Regions from separate parts of the Triticum aestivum genome. Here region 2 is linked to region 1. A link is a contact called in public Hi-C data. All regions are on one chromosome and are shown on one strand. Each heading gives the region's core, a stretch centred on a gene start, on an enhancer-like site or on the middle of the called end of the contact. The rest is flanking DNA. Distances are from core to core; before and after follow the strand shown.

Region 1 (6,184 bases), core at 2,537-5,036:
CACCCACTCCTACTTTCTTCTCACCGCCGAAAAGGAGCCCGCCAGCTGACATCCAAGATATCCCCAAGTTCAACTTTGGCTCACCAAGTTCTACGGACAATCTCGTTTTCTCTGTCGATGCAGCAGGCGGCTCTGCTGGTGCAGAGGAAGTGGCTCCAACCTTCAAGTTTGGGTCGGACAAGCGAGAGCTTTCCTTCGACGTGGCTGGGAAAGACGCGGTTGTCTCTTAGAGATGGGCATCCTCTGCTATCTGAACCCGCTCGCACTTGTTATTTGCTGGGATGACGGCACCATTTATAACAAACAATACGTGACTTATACAAGAAAACATGGGCCTCGCATACCCCAGTATTTTCAATGCATATTTTTGCAGATGCTCCTGTCCTGAGTTGTGTGCCATTTGCAGGATCTCCCTCCTGTGGTTCTCTCAACCAGGCCTGGAGCTGGAGTCAGTTGGGCATCAGCCAATTTGGTGTCCACACAGCTTTGGTATGCCTGAATAAAATTTCATAAAGCAATACCTTTTTGGTCCAAGGTATGCCTCTGATTATATATGTAATCTGTTGGAAAGGGCCTTCTTTTCTCCGTGGAACCGCGTCTGATCGCTCTAATTTCGATGTATCGTCCGACGCAAAAAATGAAAAGAGGCAAGCAGGATGATCTGGTTCGCAAAGACAGGAGTCGAGTCCGAGTCATGGGGGTGACCGGCTGATGCAGAAAGGCATTGACTGATTGCGTTTTCGCGCTGGCCTGATGCTACCTTTGAACTAAGCATGGCCAAAATATAGCGTGTCACTCTCATTAGAGGAGTATTATTAATAGTGATAGTCTATCTCATGCATGCATGGTGCTAAATAAAAGTTAACTTCGACGCGTTTGGACGGTTGGGCAGGGAGACGACGTCGCCTTCGTGACAGCGTTCGTGGCCTGGAGAAAGGGGAATCTTGTCCGTGCCATTATTGTAGGCTTGTAGTTATATATCTGCCCGGCACGGCGGGTGTGATTTGAGCGGTAGATCGTCCGATTATGGGGTCGATGATGTTTAAGTCTCAACAGCCGATCACAGTGTGTGCAGTGTAGTGGGCGTCCAGCGCCGGATGGAGGAGCTTGGAAGCTTCAAGAAGCTGAAAAGTAGGACTACACAGGATTCTGCAGAATGTGTGTATCTATGAAAACTACTCCTGCTACTTGACAGTGAAATCCACTAACCGCATGAATCCCAGAAGAAATTCGAGGCGCCATCATAAAATCGTGCTGATTCCTCTACCCAACCTTTTTCTTCTTCAGACCAGATGCGATGCCTACAACATTTTTTTTTCTGTGTCACCACGGAGAGGATGCAGAGCTCCCTCATCTTTGATGATCACGCCGTGATGATTGATTCCCCACTGTACCTTCCTCCATGCCACTGCTGATTCCAACGTGATCGTGTCGACGTCACGTCCGGGCCCCCCCTCCGTGACCGTGCGGGCGTGGCGAAAGCTTTCTTTGCGTCGCGGTACGGTGCAAAGGCAAAGGCAGAATATGGTCGTTGTCAAGGCATCAAACAAAACAGCCGGCCGGTCGACTAGCCAGCTAGGGTTTTTCGCGAGTGCTTACGCACGGAGCCACACCGGTCGGCCTGCAGCTGCAGCTGATACGCAGGATGAGCGCAGGACCAAACGCGTGGTGCTTCCGCCCTTTTCTGTTCCGCCCCCCGAGCTCTCCAAATATTCTGTTTTACGTTTTCGAACAAAAAAGGTACTCGTATGCGAGATTGTTTTGTTTCGAAACATGATAAAAAAACCCTGTCATTTTTTTTTGCTGAAAATGTCGATCTATTCATCTTCAATCATGGTAGTACAACGAACACCAAAAATAATAAAAAGTATATCCAGATTCATAGACCACCCAACGACGACTACAAACACTGAAGCGAGCCGAATTATTATTACCGTAAAGAAGAATTGACCGGTTAATTAGCAAAAACCCGCCCACAAGACTACGATCATCTAACACGATTGTACACAGGGCCCTACGTAGACATGACACACAAACGAGAAGAAGGCATTCACCACCGATGTCTCGAGAGGTTGTGATTTTCGTTGCTCATGAACGAGCTCAACTGGCAAGATGAATGTCCATCCCTCGGTTTGACGATTGGCATCCTAGTTTTAACTTGCATCGGTGAGCTCCTCAAATTGGATTGTAAGCATATCTTCAATCAATAAAACTTTCGCTTAAAAAAACACTACTCCATGACTGTATCTATAATATACAAATCGGCATTTCTAATACTCCTTGAAAAGATAAAATAAAATAAATTCCCATCCTACTTAAAAGGACGTTTTAAGATGTCTTGGGGTTCAACAAACACTCGAGAAAGTAACAATAGCAATTTCTTATGGTGTCCTATATTGGTGAATGGGAAAGGACGAGAATATGCAGATGTTTTTCCTCATTTGTATCCTTTTCATATGTTAAGCCAATCAGCAAGTCTTTTTTGCCACTTGTTGAGAAGGAACTTTAGGTGTGTGAATGTGATGACCACAACCCACAGCTTAAAGCAGCACCTCACCACGGGATGGCAACTTACATCTAAAAAGAAGGCCTTGCAAAAAAAGGCGAGCATACAGCACAAAGTAGAAACAGCAAAGAAACAAAAGAAGTTGATGCTAGCCGCACGATCACTAACCTTTGATTAGTTGATCAACACGTCATCGAGTTGGTTACCTAGGTACTTTTTTTTTGATAGAAACATTGCAAAACAGTCGCTGTTTCTCTTCGAACTGTAAGCTCTAGTTGCATCCGCGTTGCAACTTTTTCGTCGCTGCAACTTTAATTTTTTATGTAAAATGCTGTTAGACAATATATATATAATTAAATGATCTACTAGCTCCGCATGTCGCAGCGATGGACCCCATCGGGGGTTATATATGCATCTTACAACTTTCTTTAAGCACACACAACAATACCGATAACGGTAACACGCCCGCCAAAATTACATCGTGTTCTTGGTGAAGTTTGAACCCATACCCTCTTCATAAGCACACGCATTTCATAAGACATTTCACCTAAAACCATGCCGACATTATACAGGTGAAGCAGGCTTATGAGCATATGTGCATGCATGTGAGCATAATTGACCGATCCTTTAGGTGAAAAAGAAAAAACATTCAGATTCTATAAAGGAGAAAAAGAAAAACGCATAATTTCCCAAGAAAAAAGAAGAAGAAAATCGCATAATTGACCGATCCTCAGAAATTTGAGGCGACCACAGAAGAGAGATGTGACACGAGGCACACTCGAAGGGGCAATCTGCAAAAGGACCGCAAAAGGACTAGCAGACGCGTCCGCCGTCCACCACCGGTCCACGACAAACGCGCACGCACAGAGCACCTCACCACCACCACCGCCGGCCCCGGTTAACCCCCCTTCCTCCTCCCCTTCCGTTTCAAAAATCAAACCTCCCAGACGGAAACCCTCTTTCCCCTCCCTCCCGGCCGTTGCGGTGGCGAATCCGGGCTGCGACGCGGGGCCGGCGGCGTGACCCTCCGTCCGTCCCCTCCTCCGCCGCGTCCCCTTCGTCGGGTCGCCAATCCACCTCGTCCCCACCCCGCCTCGCCTCGCCTCGTCTCGTCTCCCAACTTTTCCCGATCTCCTCGTCGCTAAGCAAACAAACCCTTATTAACCCCCCGCCGAAGCAGAGGTTAGCCTGGAGAAAAGGGCGCCACTTGCACTGGGCTATGCACTCTGCTCCCCGGTGCTACTAGAGTAGAGTAGAGCCGGAGCGCCTGGTACGTGCCACCGGGTGGAGCCGAGATTCCTTCTTGTCCTGGGCTGGGTTCAGGCGGACTGGTTGGTGTTGTTCTTGCGGATTCTTTCTCCGTTCTTGGCAAGTTCGCCGTCCTGCTCCTGTGCTACGGCGGCGGTGAGGAGAGGGCCGCCAAGATTGCGCGGGGGCGAGGGGGGAGCAGCCGCCGGTGCCCGGCCTCGGAGCGGCCGCCCCAGCCCGTCTATGGAAGTTGCCGCCCCGGCTCCACGCCACGGCCTGGAACCAAATTGCCGAGCACGGCGCGGCTTGCCTGCCCTTCCGACGCTGCTGCTCACTCTGGTGCCCGTCTTCTGCTTCGTTCTTGCTCCGGATCGGCCGATTGCGGCGGGCCTGCTATGACGGTGGTCATGGGTCGGCGCCGGTGCGCTCACTGGATGCTGCTGCTCTTCTGTTGCCTCCTCCTCACGTCCCCCTCACATGGTACGCGGTGTTTTTTTATCCAATTCAATTCAGTGTTGTTTGTCTAGATCGTCAATTCATACATCAAGTTTACTGTCCACCTGAGTAAGGCTTTTGCAGCAAAATAACCACGGGCTTTGGTGTCACGAACTGAGATTTGACTGTTGGTGCTTGCTGTTTACCAGGTCGTCGTCATCATCGACCCGCTGACGCGTTTGTCGGGGCATACGGGATAAACTACGGGAGAATAGCGAATAACCTCCCGTCCCCGGACAAGGTGGTTGAGCTCCTCAGGAAGTCCAAGATAAGGAATGTCAAGATATATAATGAAGATCACACCGTGCTCGACGCGTTCAAAGGGACAGGGCTCAACCTGGTCATTGCTGTCCACAATGGGTTGCTGAATGCTTTTGCTGCAAATGAGAGTGTCGCGATTGACTGGCTGAATGAGAACGTGCAGCCTTACATTTCTCAGACACGCATCGTTGGAATCACTGTGGGGAATGAGGTGCTGGGAGGCGATCCGAGCTTGGCCGCTCCGCTCGTTGGAGCTGTTAAGAATATGTACGATGGTCTCAAGAAACTGCATCTGGATGACAAAATTGAGCTTTTTACTCCTCACTCTGAAGCTGTTTTCGCTACTTCCTATCCGCCCTCTGCATGTGTTTTCAAGGAAGATGTCATGGTGTATATGAAACCGCTGCTGGATTTGTTTTCACAGATCGGCTCACCGTTCTATGTCAATGCATATCCCTTTTTGGCTTACTTAAGTGATCCGGGGCAGATTGACATTAATTATGCTCTCTTTCAGCCCAACCCTGGAATAGTTGATCCGAATACTAGTCTGCACTATGACAACATGTTTGATGCTCAGATAGATGCAGCTTACGCTGCTCTGCAGGCTGCTGGTTATAATGACATGGAAGTCCGGGTGGCAGAGACTGGCTGGGCTTCTAGTGGAGATCAAAATCAAGCAGGAGCATCAGTTGCGAATGCAAGGACTTACAATTACAACCTCCGTAAGAGGCTCTTTTTGAGGAAGGGAACTCCTCTCAAGCCAAAGATACCGGTCAAAGCATACATCTTTGCCTTGTTTAATGAGAACTTGAAGAATGGAGATCCTACTGAGAAGCACTATGGGCTCTTCAATCCAGATGGAAGGATTTCATATGATATCGGTTACTCAGGTCTATTACCTTCATCAGCACCCGCATCCTTGCTGTCAATTAAGGTAAGCATTTACTTCTCGCCCATCTACTTGTTTGCCCACTAGTCTTTGTTTTCATTGTATTGTCTCATTTATATTATAGTAAGGTCTTTGCTCCAGTAATCCACTTTCTCAACATTATGAACTTAAAAGCAGATTAGAGGTGGATATCAAAAGTTCGAAAGTCATCAATTGCCACTCAAAAGGGTACAGTAGTCAATCAGACATAGCTTTCAAGTCCAAACCTCATGACATCTTTAACAAAAGGGGCCCTATCAATTTAATTTCTCCCGTGCATCATGGATCATGGCACTTTCAGCTGTCCAGCATCTGTATCACAGTATCAGTATTACAATTCGATACTTAGCTAAGAAAATCAATTAAAAAAACACCGTCTTGGCGGAAGGATTCAAGGTCGTGACGCCGTGAGGTCTGCCAGGGTTCCGTCATTCACACATGGGATGAATGTGGCGGTCGATTGTTGGCTGTCCTTATCCAGGTCGTGAACATTGGAATATATGTTCGTTAACGACCAAGGCCTGTCAGTGTTGTGGATGAATGTGTTCTTTGGCAAACTGGATTGGTACCAATGTTGTCCAGAGAAGAACATTAATTGTATAAACGCTCTTATATTTCTTTACTGAGGGAGTACTAAATAGAAAGAACACAGGCTGAGCAGTAAATACTGAGATCCTCCATAAAGTAGACAATGACAAGAAATTAACTTGCCCACTTCTAAAACAATTTAAATGCCAATAAGGTCC
Region 2 (6,184 bases), core at 2,369-4,868, 360 kb after region 1:
TTTCTGTATGATCCTACTCTGATGCATAGCTTGTTTTTGTTACCTGCTTTCATACCTTACCTGCTTATCCTAAACTGCTTAGTATAGGTTGGTTAGAGATCCATCAGTGACCCCACCTTGTCCCAGATGCCTCGCTTTATGTTTGATGACTCGATCAATGTGATCGACGTCCAGGCTCCGACACCACACATCATCCTCCCTTAGTTGTACAACTCTGTAGAGTTACCATCGAGTGCCGAGGGTGGAACCACTTACATCACTCCTGATGAGATCTCTGTAGTGTAGCTATACGGTCGAGGTCATCGAGGGTGATTTCCACCTTAACCACTTCCGTGACGGCTCTGTTGTGCAACCCCTCAAGTGTGAACCTCGAGGGTGGATCCTCTTACGTTCACCCTGATGATAACATCGAGTGGAATTCACCGGGGGTGATTCCTCGGGTTTCCCCCCTTGGTGTTAGACACACAGTTACTATGGTTACTATGACTTTACACTGAGCCATGTTACTAAAGACGGGTCGGCCCTGAGGGGTACCCGTGCGAGCTTAATAGCGAGTGATGTGGAGTCGGGTTGACCTGGAAGGTGCCCGCGAGATACTTACGAGGCGTGGCCGGGCATTCTTAGCCCTTGCCGCAAGTACTCGAGACGGGGCGACGGGGTCACATCTTTCGTGAGTCTCTGCTCATGACCGCACTGCCAATGCAATAACGGTTTGGATATTTGATCCGAGGGGCCTCTGGCCTGATAGCACTAACCATCACGTGGGCATTGTATGGGCGTTCTGCATCGTATGCATCAGCCGAAGCTTATTAGACGTCAGCGACTAAGCGGCGCGCGCCAGGTTGGACTGGTAAGCTCCTGGCTTTTTAAGGTGGTAGCTAGGTCTGCTCACCGGCCGCCCACGCAACATGTAGGAGTTCCTGGGGCGATGGCCAAGACCCCTGGGGGCATAGGTTTAGTCCGACATGCTGGCCTCTCTATTAAGCCTAGGTCGGGTTGCGGCGTATTGTTTGGCCGAGGCCGGGCATGACCCAGGAAAGTGTGTTCGGTCGGAGTTAATCAAGCGTGGTGGGTAAGTTGGTGCATCCCTGCAGGGAAGAAAACATCTATCGATAGCCTGTCCTATGGTAACGGACACTTGGAGTTGTATCCCGATCGATACAACTAGAACTGGATACTTGAGATGAGAAATGGATAGTATGGCTCTGGGATTGCTTTCTCGCAAGGAGTCGAGAAAGGATCTCTGGCCGAGGTTGATAACACTACTACTACTTTACATTTATGCTAACTCTACTCCTCTGTTGCTGCAAGATGGTGGTTTTCAGAAGATGCTAGTCTTCGATAGGCTAGGTTCCCCCTTCTCTTCTGGCATTCTGTAGTTCAGTCCACAGATACACCCCTTTTCATTGATACCGATGCATATGTAGTGTAGATCCTTGCTTGCGAGTACTTTGGAATGAGTACTCATGGTTGCTTTGCTCCCCCTTTTGCCCCTTTCTTCTCCTTTCCGGTTGATGCAACCAGATGTCGGAGCCCAGGAGCCAGATGCCACTGCCGATGCCTGCTACTACGTGGAGACCGCCGACGACTAGGAGTAGTTAGGAGGCTCCCAGGCAGGAGGCCTTGCCTTTTCGATCGTTGTTGCTTTTGTGCTAGCCTTCTTAAGGCAAACTTGTCTAACTTATGTCTGTACTCAGATATTGTTGCTTCCGCTGACTCTTGTGTATTCAAGCTTATGTATTCGATCCCTCGAGGCCCTTGGCTTGTAATATAAAGCTTGTATTATTTTAATTTATGTCTAGAGTTGTGTTGTGATATCTTCCCGTGAGTCCTTGATCTTGATCGTACACATTTACGTGTATGATTAGTGTACGATTGAATCAGGGGCGTCATAGGCCCACCGAGTCAGCGACCCCCATCTCGGTTTCCCGCGGGAAATCAATGCCAAGGCCGCCGCCAGTCAGCCTTCCATTGATTCTTCATGGGCGGCGCAACAACGCCCCCTCCCGCCACGCATACACACGGCGCCCACCCTCGGCCGCTATAAAGTAGCGCCTCCCCTCGCTTGTGGCCACACCCCGCCCACAGCCGCCGAGCTCTTCCTCTCTCTCCCCGTGCGTAACCGTCGCCGATGCTCCTCCCCTCTCTCCCCATGCCCAGCCGCCACGATGGGCGAGAGGTTCCCTAGCGATGGGGCGGTGGCCAATGCCTTCGGCAGCCACTCGTTCCACAAGTGGGAAGCCCACTTGGTGTTCTAGGCCAACGTCCCGACGCCTCCCGACATGCGCGCCCCGGGGCGGTGGAAGCTCAGCGCCGGTGGCGTCCCCATCCCCTCGCTGCCCGACGTCACCACGCGCGCCGACTACTTCGCCGACGAGGTCGACCGCGTGCGGGCGTCGCTGACGGAGGAGCAGCGGGCCCTCCCGCAGTACGCCGCCGGCAACCACGAGGTGTGGGTAGCTTACTTCCAGCGCCGGCAGGTGCAGCGGCTGGCCTCCACCAACAACGCGTTAGGGGTGCGAGGGACCAAGAACAGCGACGACCGCCGCCTGTGGTGTGGCACCCCCGGCCGCACGCTCCACGCCGTCCTCCAGCATCTCGAGGGCGGCAACGAGCCGCCGTTGACGTACCCTGCCGCCCCGGTCCCCCGCCGGAGCGGCGGCCAATCGATGCCGAGGAGGGCTGGCTCCTCCTCTTCCTCCTCCCGCTCCTTCTCTCACTCCTCCGGGTCGACGGCGCTGTTCAGCGTCAAGGCCAAGGCCGAGCCCGAGCCCGCAATGACGCCGCTCGACCGGCGCACCCGCAACGCCGGCATCGTCATCAATGAGGGCGGGCGTGCCTCCTCCTCGGCTCCTCCCCGCGTCGTCAAGCCGAAGACGGAGTCGGGTCTCGCCGCCGTGAAGACGAAGCCATGGCTCGCTGCCGTGAAGACGGAGCTCGACGACACGTCGGCCTTGAAGTGGGCGCGGACGGAGCTGGAGCGCCAACGCCTCGCCAGTTCGTCGCTCGGCGCCGTGGCCGCGACGAGGGAGGCGTCATTGTCCTCGACAACAACAACGACGACGACGCGCCTCCACCGGTCCGCCGGGGCGACCCCGGGCAGGGGTCCAGCAAGGGCGGCCGCGTGAAGGAGGAGAAGGACGACGAGGACAACGACGGCGACAGCGACGGTGGCGACTTCGCCTCTCTCAGCGTGTTATTCGGCCCGTAGTCGCGGCCTCTTGTGTATTTTTTTCTAAGTATTTTATCTATGTAAAAAGCTATTTCAGTTCGCCGGAGTATTACTGTTTCGCCGAATATTTTGTCCTATTTGCCGAATTTTAGTCGAATTAATATTCAAAAAAGTTTAAAACAGGCGCACGGGGCCGACCTGGGGGCGTCGGCTGGGAACCCAATTACCCTGTGGCCGATTTTAGCGCCGGTTCGCCACCAGGCGGCGATTTTTGGAGCCACCTGGACCAACGGCTGGAGATGCTTTAACTCCGGACGTGTTCGCAGGCTCTAAAATGACAAATATTTAGGAAGAGAGAGAGTACTACCTATTGTGGCTAGTATTAAACCGCCGGGCCTCTGCATTAAACACCCGCCTCTCTCTCTTTCCTCGGGACCTCCGCCACGCGCCGCAGCCGTCGGAGAGAAAAAAACGCTTACAAAAGCACCGCGAATCTCAAGGTGGGAAATCCGCCAATCCAATCGGACGAAAGAAAAGAGAAAATTCCCACCACCGACCGCGTCACTCACGCGCGCGCACGCGCACCCGCGCTGAAAACGGCCCACCGCCCACGCGCCCCGCGGCCAGCCGACGCGTCCTCGCGCGCATGCCGCCGCCCAGCCTGACCGCCGCGAACGACCGGGTCGCCGCCACCGCCTCCGCCGCGAACGGCCACGCGGGGCCGGACGCGCGCCGCCGCGCGGGCAAGGGCAAGAAGGTCCACCCGCTGCCGGCCGACGGCGCCGCGATGGGGGACGGCGCTGGCGGCGAGAGGCTGGCGGGCGGGAGGAGGCCGATGGACTGGCTGTCGCCGTCCGGGGTGGCCGGCATCCTGCGGCGGCACCCGCTGCCGGCGCTGTTCGCGTGCGGGCTGCTGCTCTTCATGGGCGTGGAGTACACCATCCCCATGGTCCCCGCCGCCGCGCCGCCGCTCGACCTCGGCTTCCACGCCACCGCCGCCATGCACGCCGGGATCGCCGCCCGCCCCTGGCTCAACTCGCTCCTCGCTGCGCTCAACACGGTGAGCGCACTTCCCTGCCATGCCTAGATCTGATCGGCGAATGAACCTAGCTCCTGCCGATCTGCCCATCTGCTCCACCAGCAATTTTTCCCCTTTTGCTTTTTGACCTCTTGATGTTACCCTCTCATCGACCAAACGTGAAGGCAACCAGCGCTTTCCGTTGAGCAGAACAGGCTACATTGTAGCCACGCACACCAGAAAGTGGAAACTGAACAGGCTCACGAATTTCACGTAACCATTTGTCTTTTCGTGCAGAGTTTGCTCTCCTTTTCGTATTTTGTAGATGCAATTTGTCTCACATTTTACACGAACATACCATTGCCACCTCCTGCATCTAAATTTTCCGTAGAACTTTCACACCCGCTGTCGGCGGAGCAGTTTAATCCCAGTTTGAACTAGTACACTCCTATTTATACAATTGATAAAAAATTTAATACGCATCGGTGGCAGTTGCACATCAACATCTCTTGCTTTAATTATAGGAATGATGATGTCTAGGCTCTGGTATTGTGACAACAAGTGAATCTTTGTGAATTGTTTCCTCGCTCCGGGTGGTGAGGGAAGCAAAACTAGCTGGTAGCCATAAAGCAAAGGACCAAGAAACTGATGAATGGTGTTGGGTGAGCTAGCTCACCCTAAAACCACTACCATCCAACTTTTCGGATAAGATCAAGAATATCATCGTCATGCATTCTCCACATACCCATGGATTTCCTGATAAGATACTGCATCTGGCTAGATAGCTACCCGGTCCCCGCTCCAATTGCCACTAGTTGCTAGTGTTGCCATGACGGAATCCATGCTGAATGTGACATGCGACCCTCTCATGTGCAGGTGTTCGTCGCGATGCAGGCCGCATACATCCTGTGGGCCGTCCTCGCCGAGCAGCGGCCGCGTGCCGCCATCGCCACGCTCATGATGTTCACCTGCCGTGGCCTGCTCGGGTGCTCCACGCAGCTGCCCCTGCCGGCGGAGTTCCTGGGCTCCGGGATGGACTTCCCCGTGGGGAACGTGTCCTTTTTCCTCTTCTATTCTGGGCACGTCGCCGGAGCGGTGATCGCGTCCATCGACATGCGCCGCGTGGGACGGCGCAGGCTGGCGGTGCTCTACGACACGCTCAACCTGCTGCAGTTCGTCAGGCTGCTTGCGTGCAGAGGGCATTACACCATTGACCTGGCCGTCGGTGTCGGCGCTGGTCTCGTCTTCGACATGCTCGCCGGCTGGTACCTGGACAGCAAGAACATCGACAGCGGCGACAACCGTTGCTGCAGCAGCTGCCAGAAGGCTCTCGTCTCACAGAAGCTTACATCATAGGGCTATCAATGGCCGTGGAATTGCAGTGGACTGGACGATCCAAGTCATTTTTTAGAATGCTACTTACTGATATGTAATTGTGTAACTGTGTTTGTCCTTTGTAAGTTAAGTTGCAACATCTTCTGAAATGCAAGTATCAGAAGCTTAAAGTACATCACAAGACAGGAATCAGCACAGGAACCAAGCTGGGAAGTGGCAACAGATGGCAAAGGTCAAGATGCACCATTTATTTCTGATTGAAGGATGGTACTCTCAAGATTATTTTTGCATCCATGTTACAGGATGATTTACTCCTAGCTTAGAGGACATACATATGACAGCACATTGCCAAAGTATACAACAGGTGAATAGGTGGTTATTTCTATCTAGTATACATCGGTTGCTTCTTCTACCTCAGTCTTGCACCATGGAACTGGTCACCCCACAAACAACAGCAGGCTGGTCAAGCAAACATCGCAAACACCGAAATGGATCATCAGTTTCATCACAGCAACACACATCTGTCGTGCCACACCGCTGACATCACGGACACCGTTATTTTTGGTCGCCATCGGCAGACCCATTCTGTTCACCGAGCTTGTGAAACTCGGCCTGGATGACCTCCACAATCATGGCGTCATCGGGGTCTTGATCGGGGA

The links. A called contact is a pair of places that touch in the nucleus more often than the background predicts.
Region 2: a Hi-C map of leaf shows a contact between it and region 1, with 4 times the contacts expected there. The contact joins the promoter of LOC123148210 here to the promoter of LOC100170656 in region 1. A contact is called at or near these places in 2 of 5 Hi-C or Micro-C datasets (both in leaf).

What each region holds. Positions count from the first base shown.
Region 1 is chr7A:557,308,462-557,314,645 of IWGSC CS RefSeq v2.1, forward strand. LOC100170656 (beta-1,3-glucanase) reads left to right here and starts at 3,787. Exons shown (of 3, transcript XM_044567580.1): 1 at 3,787-4,234; 2 at 4,399-5,444. The coding sequence starts at 4,150. LOC123148208 reads left to right here. Exons shown (of 8, transcript XM_044567578.1): 8 at 1-388. The coding sequence ends at 230.
Region 2 is chr7A:557,671,266-557,677,449 of IWGSC CS RefSeq v2.1, forward strand. It overlaps LOC123148210 (phosphatidylcholine:diacylglycerol cholinephosphotransferase 1), which reads left to right and starts at 3,619. Exons shown (of 2, transcript XM_044567584.1): 1 at 3,619-4,232; 2 at 5,067-5,698. The coding sequence starts at 3,819. The coding sequence ends at 5,546. It overlaps LOC123148209 (phosphatidylinositol/phosphatidylcholine transfer protein SFH2), which reads right to left. Exons shown (of 11, transcript XM_044567582.1): 11 at 5,750-6,184. The coding sequence ends at 6,081.